2 separate regions of the Macaca mulatta genome follow, and region 2 is linked to region 1. The links are chromatin contacts, called in public Hi-C maps. All regions are on one chromosome and are shown on one strand. The core of a region is the stretch at or near the end of the contact, and the rest is flanking DNA. Distances in the headings are between cores, read along the strand shown.

The links. Hi-C and Micro-C count contacts between places; a contact is called where the count stands out from the background.
Region 2: a Hi-C map of fetal cortical plate shows a contact between it and region 1, with 3 times the contacts expected there. The contact joins the promoter of AIG1 here to the promoter of HIVEP2 in region 1. A contact is called at or near these places in 2 of 14 Hi-C or Micro-C datasets (fetal cortex germinal zone and fetal cortical plate).

The regions. Positions count from the first base shown.
Region 1 is chr4:48,188,775-48,195,445 of T2T-MMU8v2.0, forward strand. It overlaps HIVEP2 (HIVEP zinc finger 2), which reads right to left and starts at 3,242. Exons shown (of 11, transcript XM_077999484.1): 1 at 2,818-3,242.
Region 2 is chr4:48,316,975-48,323,645 of T2T-MMU8v2.0, forward strand. It overlaps AIG1 (androgen induced 1), which reads left to right and starts at 2,844. Exons shown (of 6, transcript NM_001260565.1): 1 at 2,844-3,022. The coding sequence starts at 2,882.

The sequences.
Region 1 (6,671 bases), core at 1,992-4,491:
CTTAATAATGAAAATGATACCCACTTTACTCACAGAAAGGGCATTTCTGTTCTGATAAGCCATTTGGCCTATATCCTAAAAATCAAACCCAATCTACTCATTCCACAATCTACTTTGTTAAAATTCTGCTTTTGGCACTCTTATAAGGTGAAAAAGCAATGAGGCATTTGCTACATATGTAGCAAACATATGTGATCTATATGTGCAAATATTTAAAATAACTTGGTTTGCTCAAGGACAAATATCACCAAACATTACTATATCACTGGAGGAAACGTTTCTGATAAAGTTAAATGGCCTTTTTCTAGGAGGACAGCTCATTGCAAATTTAATTAAAATGGATCTTATTAATATTTCAAGTAATTTCTGGGCTTGATTATGCACTACAAAAGAAACAACTGTACTGAAGAGAAAAATCAATAGCCCTTGACTAGGGCTCTGGGTATGCTAGAAAAACAGTTCTCTCGTGAATTACTGAGGTCTAGCTTTAGGGTTGGGGGCGAGTACCAATATTCATTTGGAGGTAAACTGAGTTATTTTTTAAACGGCAGAAAATGAAGGAGAAAAATCAGTTCAAATTTTCCATTATAATGAAAGTACAGGAAATAAGCCTTTCTATATTCATTTTAGGCCTAAATAACTCTGCAGAGAATAAGGGTTTTGCAATGTCAGTTGCACACACAGCTTCCTGTGTGAATGCTAAGCCATTACAGGTGTCCTAAGGCCTCCAGTGAAACCTATTATCAAGAGATTCCTCTGGTCTCCTCCAAGTCATCCCCAGCGCCCCCCATCTGCCGCCAACTCATTATTGCTCCTCTCCTCCAAGTGTCTTGATTAAGGACCCTCTCTCTTCTCCGCACTCCCGAGGTTAAATTGCCCCCGTTCCCTTGGTGTAGCAGGTTACAAGCTCTCCCGTTAGGGAGGACTAGTGCCTGCAGTCCTTTTTAGTTAGATGCTTTTAAGTCAGAGATGACAGGAGCCACTTGAAGAAACCCTCCTTCCCTTCTTCCTTTCCCCAACTAGGAACCAAGTCCCTGAAGGACAACACCCAGGGACGCTTCCTGACCTTCTATCCCCTCACCCAATTTGGGTTTGGAGGGTTGGGGTCGCATTTTCTCATGTCCTCTGCTGCACTGGATGTGTTATGTAAGAAGGACCAAACGCGGGAGGCACATGCGTATAAGGCGCACCGATCTGTGATAACAGCTGGGGTAGCAGAACGGATCTGGAGTCTACCCCCCCCACCCCACCAACAAATATGACAGACCCCACACATGCACATCAGCACCCCCTCCCCCAACCTCTCACTCACACACACACACACACGCACACACCCAGAGCAATGTTTTCCTGTCTCACCCCTACCAGTACCAGAGGCACAGAATGGAAAGGCGGGGGGTGGGGGTGAAAGGAGGTGAAAGAGGAGGAGGAGCAGCAGCACATCTGCTTTGATAGCAGCCGGCAGTGCTGCCGCGGCAGAGAGCCCCTCGTTAACCCCCTTCCTGTGGCTGCACCACGTCATGGAACATTCCCGGAACGGGCCAACGTTCCACCCACTTCAGGGAACAGACATAAAGGCGCAGACCCAGCTCCCCACAGTGCACAGCCCAAACACACATGTCCCTTCCCGATCCCCGGCCAGACGCACAGACAAACACGCATGCAAACCGCCCCCACCCGTCTCCACGCGCGCGGGTCCAGCCGGCAGCTGCCAGAGCCGCTCTGCGGCCGGTGCACCCGCAAGGCGAGGGCGCCTCCGCCTGAACCTTCCATCGAGACAGTCCCCTCCTTCCTCGTTTCCTTCCTTCTCTCCTTCTTTCCTTCCTTGCCTCGGAGGTAAAGGGAGTCACTGAAATGCCCAGAGCCAGCGCCTTCGCTGCGCTCGCTCGGCCGCAGGCCGGCGGCCCGGGCCTCGCGCCGCCCGCCAGCCCGGCCGCCCGCGCCGCGCGCCGCGGCCCCCTCCCCCGCTACCTGACAACGGGCCCCCGCCGGCCGCCGCAGCCGCAGCGGTGGCCGGGCCGTGCGCGCCGGTGCACGTCGCTCATTAGTAAGCAGGCACATTCCTGCCTCCAGCGCTCCCGCGCGGCCCCCTCCCCCCAGGACATTACGCAAAGCAGCCTCTCCTCATCTGCATAGATCCGCGGCCAGGGTATTCCCCGCATTTCCCCACGCGCCCGACACCCCTCCCACGGTCTCCCCCCATCCCCGCCCCCTCCGACCCTCACCCTTCGGCCACCGGGAAGGGGCTAGGGGCACGCGCCGGGGAGCGGGGAACGGAGTTAGGCGGCGGCGATTCCAATATAAAGTGAAACAAGCTACCAGCGCCGAAGGAGGCAGGAAAAACCCAGCGCCCAGGCCACTTACCGAGCCGAGGAGGGACCTAGATTCCCGCCGCTCCGCTCTCGCGGTGGCCGGTCCGCCCACCGCGCACCCCGAGGCTGCACCCAGCACCCCAGAGGCGAGACGTGGAGGAACGCTGTGAACAAGCCGGGAGACCCTCCAAGTTGCTCTGGGCTCCGGGGAGCGTCAAGGTCCAAGACACAACTTGGCAAAGACTTGTGCCACAGTCACCGAAGATGTTTGTGCGGAGACCCTCCTCCGGGGAGCGACGGCGCTCGGCGGCGCCCTGCTCTCCTCCTCTCCACCCCCTCACCTCCAGCCCGCCTCCCGCCGGCCGCCCGCCTCCGGGCCGCGAGCCCCTCGGGCGGCTGTCAGCTCCCGGCCGCCGCCGGGTGACAGGGGCGGGAGGAGGTCGCGACGCGGCGGCCCAAGCCCGAGCGGGCGAGGGGGATCCTCGCAGCCGCGGCGGCCGCTCACCTGGAAAGTCACCGCTGAGGAGGAGGAGAAGGAGGACGGGGAGGAGGAGGAGGGAGAGGAGGAGGGGGAGGAAACCCCCCTGGTGCCCTTGTTCTTGCTGCCGCGGCGGCCGCTCCTCGCCAAGGCTGAGCGTGTCTGGTGGGGGGTGTCTGGTAGCATTTCCTTAAGGACAGAGGGAGGGCGGGCGCGGAGGGAGGGAAGAGATCCCGACCGCCAGCCCAGGCTCCTCTTGCCTTTATTTATTTTTCTGACACTGTACGGAGATGGGCCCGGGGTAGGAGCCGCCGGACTCAGGCGGGAGCCGCGAGGCCCGGGCCGCAGCTGTCTGCGTGCGGGAGCCGCAGCGGCCGCCTCCCCTCCCGGGCTGTGGACGCACCGGGTTATTCCTGGCAGCGCCTCCCCGAACAGAAGTTACTAGGAGGAGTGCGCGGCGAGGGCGGACTGGGGGGAGAGGCGGAGGGAGGGAGGGAGGGAGGAAGAGGGAGAGACTCAGCCAGCGACGTCATCGGATCCCCCAGCGCGTCCCAGGGAGGGAGGCTGAACCAGAAAAACCAGTCTGGAGCCAGCGAGCGAGAGAGGGATGTGCGGCGCGCGGGGGACGGGGGAGGGAGGCGGTCGGGAGGGCAGGGCCCGGCCCCACGGCTGCCGCTCCGGGCAGGGAGATCGCGGCCGCGCACTCGCTCGGTCGGAGCGGGGAACTCCCCGGAGAGTCGGTGTCTGCTTGTCATGCAAAAAAACTTGGGCATCTCTAGGAGCCTGAGAATTTTCTCTAAGGATGTGGAAACCTCCTCCGTCCCCACCCCTTCCCCATTTCCCAGAGAATCGTCGTCTGCCTTCCTGACGAACGGAATTGTATAATTAGTAGTGTCCTTAGATTTAGTCCCAGTACTCCGGAACCCTGGCCTCTCCTCGCCCCTGCCTCTACTCACAATTACCGATAAAGAAAAGCAAAATCAGACTGGCTCCTGGCTGCGTTTCTGGAGCTTCGCAGTGTTTTACTAGCACTTTCCCTGCCCCTGCGGGCGCGCGAACTTTTCACGTGCTCTAAACGCCCGAATTGCCTTCTCTGGGGTCACTCACCAGGGTGCCCCCGGGGCCCCCAGCTCTGGGACCGCGGCCCGCCCTCGCCGGGGAATTCAAATAGGTGTGGGCAGCGGCGCGAGGAGCAGCTGCCGGTTTCCTGGTGGGCCGCGCTGGAACCTCGGGGCGAGCTGCCACCTTCAGCCTGTGCACTTCCCTCTCCACGGAAGGGACCGGAGTTGAAATCACACCCAGCCCTGGGAGAGCGGGGCCGGGGGGCGGAGAATCCCAGGCGAGTGGGTGCCGAAGCTCTGGGCTTCCTCCCAGGCCGGGCGACACCCGGGGGACACCGGGGCTCCCTCGGGCCGTTACCCTGCCTATGTGGACTGGTGTGCACCCTCAGGGGAGGTTCCCAGGCGGCCACGGTGCCCGAGCGCGACCAGTGACTGCTGGGCCGGGCCGGTGCCCGGAGTGCCTCCTCCGGGTGGTCTCCCGGCCGAGCGGGGACAGCGCGCAGCCCCTCCCGGGCGCCCCAGTCCCCGCGCCCTGCGGAGCCAAGCCGAGCGCCCAGGGCGCCGCAGTTCCCATCCGTCCTCCCCACCCCCCGGCCGCGCCGCCGCCCTGCCCGGGGCGGAGTAAACAAGAGACGCGCAAGATTTGACCTGGTGCGACCCGGCTTTCTGGCCGGGGTTCCCCCTGAGCAGGTGACTCCGTGGGAGGGGTGGAAATGAGTCTCAGGAATTCCGGGCCAAAGACAATAACTGTGGTTCTGCTTTTAAAGCAGGTACTTCACCAACAACTGCGGAATGTTTTGTGTCTCGAGTTTCAAATTTCGCGGAAAGGGACCAAATGTCAGGACATATAAAATATCCCCTTCCCTTTTCATTAAAAATGAATGCATTACAAAGGAAGGGCAGCCCCTTAATGCCTGCGAGAATAGCGCCGCTGGTTCCGGGTTTGTTTTGTTGTTCATTCTGGCCTACAATCAGTGTATTTCTGAGGTCCCTATGCTATGGCAACAGTGCCGTGAAGGGCAACTCTGCCAAATAAAGCGGTGATACATTTTTTTAACCGATTTTTTTTTCTCAGAGGAGAAAAATCTGAACAATTTGGCGTAAGTTTCACTTCGTCCTCCTCTTAGGTTGATCTCATTTAAATTCAGTGCCTACTTCCACTTAAGCAACTTCTTCTTTCATTGTATAGGTTCTTCAATATCCAGTCTTTTTCAACTTGAAGGCTTTAATTTAAAAAACTGTCCCAATCATCATTTTCTTTTAAATGTATGCCGTTGCATTTTAAACATCCATTTAACGCACAAAATGTAATTTTTGAAATTTTTTTCACTTTCAAACCCACCTGCTACATACTCCCAGAGAGCGTTTTATTTAATTGCTTAATAGAGAAGATTAAGCAGTTTCTTTAAGAATCCAGTTTCCCTTCAACAAACACAACAGCAGCTGCCCAAGCTCCCAGAAACTAAGCAAAGGCAAGTAGCAGGCAGTGTTTTACTTCACTAGAATGAATGTTAGTTGAATACCTCTTTAAAAGACTAAAGAGAATAATGGGAATATTAAGATACTCCAGTCGTTAGTTAAAATATTTTTTAAGGAAAACCAGGCAGATATACATCTATTTTGATGATTTGATCCCACCTTCAAAGAGGATCCCTGAACAGAGTTTTAGTCAAAATTTGACAAATTTTAAATAATTACTTTGTTTCAGAGTCATGACGATGGAAAGAAGATAACCTGCATTGAGTTGAAGTAAAGTAAAACTATTATGAATATGCGTAACTAGGTGACATCCTCTCTGCTGGGAAGAATCCTTTTTTTTTCTTTTTTTTTTTTTTTTCTGGTGACAGGGTCTTGCTCCATCACCCAGGCTGGAGTGCAGTTGCATGATCTTGGCTCACTGCAGCCTCTCCCTTTCAGTCTCAAGCAATCCTCCCGCCTCAACCTCCCGAGTGGAGAGAGGGCCACTAAAGATTTGGAGCAAATCAGCACCATCCACTCCAGAGCCTGACCTACAGAGGACTTATAGAAAGCATTGTCTATTGTGGTTGCTTATTCCTGTGGTCAGTCCCAACGGCCTTCTGATTGGGGATTTCTCTCCAAAAGGCTGCATGGCTTTTCTTCTCCAAGTGAATCTCCTTTATAACCCATATTTTCTGTCTGTATCCCAAACATGCTATCCATATTTAGTCAATGTCCAGTTGCTTGCATGTAAGGGCAATAGAGTAATCAAAAAACTCTTCCCAGAAAGCCCCCAGAGACAAAACTAGCATTGGTAGAAAACTGGGCATGCAGCTCTAAGAAGCTCTATGGGAAGTGAGGCTGGGTGGGGCACTGCTGCCCCAGCCTGGCACCCATATGGAGCATCAGCAAGGAAGCAGGAGCTTTCTTTTCATCATGCATCCTTCTTACCACTTCTCAGGTTCAAAGGGAAAGAAAATGTGGTAATCTGCATTTTCAGACATTAAGAAAGTAAAATAATTAATGGCTACATGGTTGTATGGCATTTTTCATAGTGTTGTCAGAAAATCACTTTGAACTGAAATTACTTTCATTCAAAAAATATTTATTGAATGCCGGCTATGTGCCGAAGATTCTTAAGATACATCAGTGAACAAATGAAAGTTCCCTGCTTTCTTAGAGCTTGCATTCCAGCGGGAGGAGAGGATTTGGAGGAAGAATGGGATAGACAATAAATGTAAGTAATAAATTATATAGGACTTTGAAAGGTAACATGTTTTGGGGAAAAACATAAAATAGGGTAAAGGATATAGGTGGGGTGAGGGTTGTCCTGATGCTATATTAAATGGGAACATCAGAGTA
Region 2 (6,671 bases), core at 1,594-4,093, 130 kb after region 1:
CATAAGAATAATCAGAAGTGAATAATGTATTATAATTCATAAAAAGTAATAACTTACCTAATGAAGTTTTAAAAGCAATAATACCCATTGTATTGTTTATGCTGTAAAAACACAATCTGTGTGTAGATTAATATTTTCCACAAAAGATCTGTAAAACATGACTAAGATTGTTAGATATGGTCTGAAAAGCAGAGAAAGCAAATCTGGACATGTTGATAGTTATCAAGAGGTTCCAAAAATTGTGAACTGACATTCTCATAAAATAGTATTTCAGTCAAGTTTTATACAAACGCTTCATTTTTTAAAGCACAAACCATCTCATTATGGTTGGCAAATCATGAAACAACAAAAGCAAACCCAGCAGAATAGGCTCTAAATACTCAATTAAGCGTTATCGTTATTTATTTAAAAAGAAACTGGCCGGGCGGGGTGACCCACACCTGTAATCCCAGCACTTTGGGAGGCCGAGGCAGGTGGATCATTTGAAGTCAGGAGTTCGAGACCAGCCTGGCCAACATGGTGAAACCCCATCTCTACTAAAACTACAAAAAAATTAGCCAGGTATGGTGGCATGCACCTGTGGTCTCAGCCACTTGGGAGGCTGAGGCAGGAGAATAATTGAACCCAGGAGGTGGAGGTTGCAGTGAGCTGAGATCACGCCACTGCACTCCAGCCTGGGTGACAGAGCTAGACTCTCACACACACACACACACACACACAAACCTGACCATTAAAAATGACTTTATGAAAATATTATTTCCTTTTGTAACAATGGAGTTGAGGAGTCTTAATAATTTTCTAACATGTAAAGCAGGAAGGGTATATCAAACCTTGCAAATATCACAATAACTCATAAAACTTTATTAAGGCTTTATTGAGAGGTGAGGCCACTGAACTTCCTGAGTCTAGTGGGGACTTGGGGAACTCGCCTGTCTTACAAGAGGATTGTAAAATGCACCAATCAGTGCTCTGTAAAATGCACCAATCAGTGCTCTGTAAAACACACTAATCAGCGCTCTGTAAAACGCACCAATCAGCAGGATTTTAAAAGTAGCCAATTGCGGGAGGACTGAAAAAAGGGCACTCTGACAAGGCAGAAATGGAACACGGAAGGGGACATAAAGGAATAAAAGCTGGCCACCCCAGCCAGCAAGGGCAACCCGCTCAGGTCCCCTTCCATGCTGTGGAAGCTTTGTCCTTTTGCTCTTCAAAATAAACCTTGCTACCATTCACTCTTTGGGTCCTTGCCATCTTTCAGAGCTGTAACACTCACCACGAAGGCCTGTGGCTTCATTCTTGAAGTCAGTGAGACCACGAACCCACCGGCAGGAACCAACTCTGGACACACTGTTAAGGTAGATAGATCTTCAATAGATCTACTCTTTTTTTATTTATTTTTATTTTTGGCAGTTTCATAACCAGGTACCAAGGATGCACAATTTAAAAAAGTAAACCCAACTTTTACATTAAGATATGACCAAAAATCATCAATAATACATCGTTTTAATGCTAGTAGAATCTTATTCTGACACCAATTCTATTAGCATAATTATAATGCCAATTTTAAAAATCTAGTTTAGACCTTGATTGGAAACATTCAGGAAAACATCCATGGCTTGCTACTTTCTCTTTACCTCTACCACTATGCTTCTCCCCACCAGCCCTCCCTCCACATCCTCTGACTCAGAGACTATTTGGAGAGGACACCTGTTTTAAATGGATCCACAGGAAATACCTATGTTGCCTTTTCATAATCCGACCCTGCATCTGGTTGGCTGAAATGAAAATGTTGCCCACAGACTGATGCAACTTCAGTGTGACAACATTTACTGGAAGGCAGGAGGGATTCCAGTTTATATTTATTTTCCTTCCATTAAGCCCTGGTAGTGCAGTGTAAGAAAAAAATAAGTAAAAGGGCAAAACCAGTTTAACACCCAAAAGATTAGTATTAAATTACACGCAGGGGTTTTACATCCACACTTGGATTTTTTTTTTAAAGCTGAATGCAATCCTGTGGCAGAAAGTTATTTGATAATCCTTTCTTTATAGCTTTTTATTTACAAACCACTTGTCCAAAGTTCATATTCTAGCTGATGTTACATACTAATATGACATTAATCAATCTCTGGTGGAAAAGTGCTGCGTAGCCTACCCATTGAAAGCAGAATTTAGAGTTTCCTAGTGATTGACAGTCGTCAGTCAACACTGAAAACTTTATTGCTCTAAAATACCGAAAGTCACTCGTGGCTGAATGTGCTCGGGTTTACACCCCACGTTCACACCCCCACTGGATCTCTCCGCACTGGTCACCCGCTCTCAACCAACTGCAACTACCCCAAGAAGCATCACCGCGATTCCGGGAGGTGGGGGGACATTTGTGGACACTGGGGTCCCCTCCTTCAATCTAGGTTCCCCGCCCCCTCACCCGGCCCGGCGCCCACTAGCCACAGGCCCCGCTTCCCCCTGGAGATCAGCGCGCACTTCCCGAGCCTCCGTCGCACTCAGAGGTCGCACCCACTCCTAGGACTCCTAGGGGGTGCCCCGGCCGCGTGTCCCGGGACCCTGCGATCGCAAGAGCAGAATGACGAAGGTGACGAAAGAGATGACGACATGCCGCCTGCCAGGCCGTGGCCGGCAGTAGAGAGCGTCCGCAATCCGCGCCCAGCCAGTACAGGTCACCCGGGCGCTCGCGGCCGCGCCAGTCCCCGGGGTCGCGCGCCCAGCCCCCTCGCCGCCCCCGCCCCGCCCCGCCCCGCCCCCGCCCCTCGCCAGCTCCCGCCCCGCGCCAGTGTTCCCACGGCGCCCGCCCCCACGCGCCGGGCGTCTCCCTCCCTCCCTCCCGCCCTCCTCGCCGCCCAGCCAGCCCAGGCCTCTGGCGAACATGGCGCTTGTCCCCTGCCAGGTGCTGCGGGTGGCAATCCTGCTGTCCTACTGCTCTATCCTGTGTAACTACAAGGCCATCGAAATGCCCTCGCACCAGACCTACGGAGGGAGCTGGAAATTCCTGACGTTTATTGATCTGGTAAGGCCGTCCCCTCCCCCTAGTCGCCCCGCACCCCGTGCCTCTGTGTGTGTGTGTGTGTGTGTGTGTGTGTGTGTGTGTGTGTGTGTGTGTGTGTGGATGCGCGAGCACCTGCGCACGTGCGCGCCTCCAGCATCCACCCGTGTCCTCGCCTCTTCCCCAGTGATTGCGTGTGAAGGCCTGGCTGCCCCCGCAGCGGCATCTTCTGAACCACTCACCCTTACCTGGCTGGGTTACCCTTACCTGGCAGCTGGGGGACAAATGGAGGTGGGGCGCAGCCAGGTGGTGGGCTCTTTGGAGGGGGACACCGAACTGCTTCTAAGAGGTGACACGGGAAGAATCTTCAACTAACAAAAGCATCGGACCTGATCATGAGTGGCCTGAGACCCATTCGCCCTCAAGGTGCTTTTCAAAGCACCCACCGTGGGATGAACTTGGTGCAACTGAAGGAAACTGGGTATTGTCTAGTGATTTGGAACTTCACCTGAAAGAATCAAACCCTTCTCATAAGGGAGAGAAAGCACCTAATAAAGTTGTCTTCTTTGCATCTGTTTTTTCCCCCACCCTTTGTCAATAATTTACTTTCAACCTTTACCCCGTAAATGTTAGGAGACAGAGATTTTCAAAGTGCATTTCCAAGGTGACGGTACACACTTCTCTGTCTTCCGATGTACAAGTTTACAGTAGTTTGCATAAGCAGCTCCTCTGTTGGCACAATATGATAATCTTGACAGGTGCCGGTTATTATTAGTATATCATTTTGAAAGTTTTTCTATTTCTGGCAGTAAAAGGCCCTCTTCAACCCCCCTGGAGAACAGAACATAGGCATAAGGCCCAATAATGAACTCATGGATGGACCTAGGAATTTCAGGGTAAAGGTGATTAAGACACACGCTAAAAGATTATTAGGAAGAGGCTTAAAACAAAAGCAGTGAAGTTCGAAAGCACTCAGAGAAATTGTAGAACCAATTCCTGGGACTCCCTGAACTGTTTATCCAAGACTATACACTAGGTTGGCCACACCAGCAAGATTATAATCTCTTGTTGACCCTCCATTCTGATGAAGAGAACATGATACCTGTTTTAAAAATTTCCAAAGCCTTAGGATGCCTCAAAGAAATGCAGAGAGGCTTTTGGTTTAAAAATAACACCTTATATTTGCATTATATTAGATGCTTTCAGAGTGGAATTTCAATTCTTTTGCCCAGGAGTCTCCAAACTGTGCACATACCCTTAGGCCCACAAGACTTCACAGGGCATAGAATGTTTCAAGGGTTTTAATTTTCAGATCCTCGTCTTCCAAGTCTGCTTGAAACTAATTTCCCTCTGAACATGGGTGATGCCTGCCAATTCTTTCATTCTCCCCATTCATCCAAGTGAGGAGCACGTGACAAGGCTCTGGGGTGTATTTTTCTGTCTGTTCCTTTTAGCTTCCAGAAGATAGATGGCTGTCACCAGGACTATCTTTCTATTTGATTGAACAACAGTGTTGGAGTTGTCTTGACAGAAAGTCTTATTGGGTTGATTGGCTGTCAATGAGGATTGGTTTTGCCAATTATGTTGTGTCGCAGACATTTTCCATACATTGAATGAGCTAAATCTGCAACCCTGAGGTTCTGATGCATATGTATATGAAGCAAGCATACCAGCCATAGAGCGCCAGAAAGATGTCCCTTTTTCAAGTGTTTACACTTAACTATGTTAAGGATGTTGAGATGTTATTTAAAAATATGTGCACAGATTTTCAGAATTCTTTGAGGGTCTGTGAGCAAAACTCCTTTTGGGACACTACCTTATCCCATTCCTAAGTCAGATCTTACTTAGAGTTGGCCCATTTGAATGTTGCTAAGGAGCAGTGCTGGGTGAAAATACAGATATGCCGTGAGAGCCATAGGTACTAGAAACAGCCCTCAGCACCACTCTTACAGTAGATGCTGTGTTGTGGGAGCAAGGGGAGGGGTCAGCAGGTGAACAGAGGTAGAAATTGAGGGTGTTGGTTAACCCAAGAGATGCCTGCTTTTCGTAATTGGCATTGCTTACTGTGCGTTAAAAAACAAGGCTCAGAAGAAACAATATACCTCTCATAACCTTTGTGTGACATGAGACCATAGTAGAGTCGGCTTGATATGCTGTCATATAATTTATCTTTTAGCATTCAGTGATTGCACTTGCCTGATTTAAATACTAATCACCATAAAGGACTTTTTTTTTTTCTATCCCTGAAGTCACACAGTAGATTCAAATGTGGAACATTTACTTTGCTTCATATTTAGCTTCAGATTGTATAGGAACTTTAGCCAGCCATTGTAATTTTTTACTCTGTGGCTCCTGATTGAAATATAATAATCTTTAACCAAGAATTCCTGTGAGAAAGTATGTCTGAGATATAGTCATAAAAACATTCACGCAAAGTGTTATTCTTTTTATTATTTGAGATTTGGAATCCTTAGAGCTTAAGCATTGTACAGCTGTTAAAACAACCAACCTGTCAATCCTCAGTAATGGCATTAAAAGATTAGGCTACTATAATTTAGCCATTTTGCTTTTCACTTTTAATGTTAAAAAGACTGTAAACTTTATTACCTAGTGCCTTGTACAATATTAATGAGTCTAAGTTTATTGGAGTAATTTTGCAAGAGGATTTAACTTTTTAAAATTGTAATGAGAGGGCCCTTTTTTCTAGCCAACTTGGATTGCAGGAATCATTTATCCTGGTAGTCACACTTGGATTCCATGTTCCATGGCTTCAGTTTACCAGGATCTGAGTCAGGAATCTCAGGCTGCGTGCATCTGGGAGCACAGTTATGTGGCAGTGGCCATTCTGGCTGTATTCATATCTCTCTTTGGGTATGAGGGTCATTCCAGTAGATTCAGAGCTTATGGTCAAAAACTGAATTGCATATTGTTGCTACCAGTAATCTTATACTGTTATTCTCCAATGGTTTCTTTTCCTAGTATTGAGAAACTGTAAGAGAACTAAGGTGCTTTTGGAAAACTGAAGCTAATAAATGGAAAAAGAACACTGTCTTGGTGTGGTAGGCAGAATAATGGGGCTCCAAAGATGTTTACATTCTCATGCCAGGAACCTGTGAATACATTAGGTTATATGGCAAAGGGAAATTAAGGTTGCAGATGGAATTAAGATTGCAAATCAATTGACCTTAAAATAGGGTAACTATCCTGAGTTACCCCATTGGGCCCAATGTAATTACAAGGGTCCTTGAAAGGAATAGGGAAACAGAAGACAAGAGATTGTTGGAGGAAGATGTGACTGGAAGAAAGTCGTAGAGAGATTTGACAATGCTGGGTTTGAAGATGGAGGATGGAGCCAGGAGACAAGGAGTGTGAGAGGTGTCTAGAAGCTGGAGAGGAGAAGAAAATGGTTTTCCTCCTATAGTTTCCAGGAACACATACCTGCTGACAGCTTAATTTTAGCATATTTTGGACTTCTGACCTCCAGATTGTAAAATAATAAATTTGTGTCGTTTAAGCCATTCAATTGATAGCAATTGGTTACCACAGTAATAGAAAACTAGTATACTTGGCTTTAAAGCTTCTGACTTAGAAAAAAACTTAACTGTTTTTGTACTTATATGAAATAAATGCAGTGACTCAGCTAGCCCTTTATGTATAGTAGATAACTGGTTAA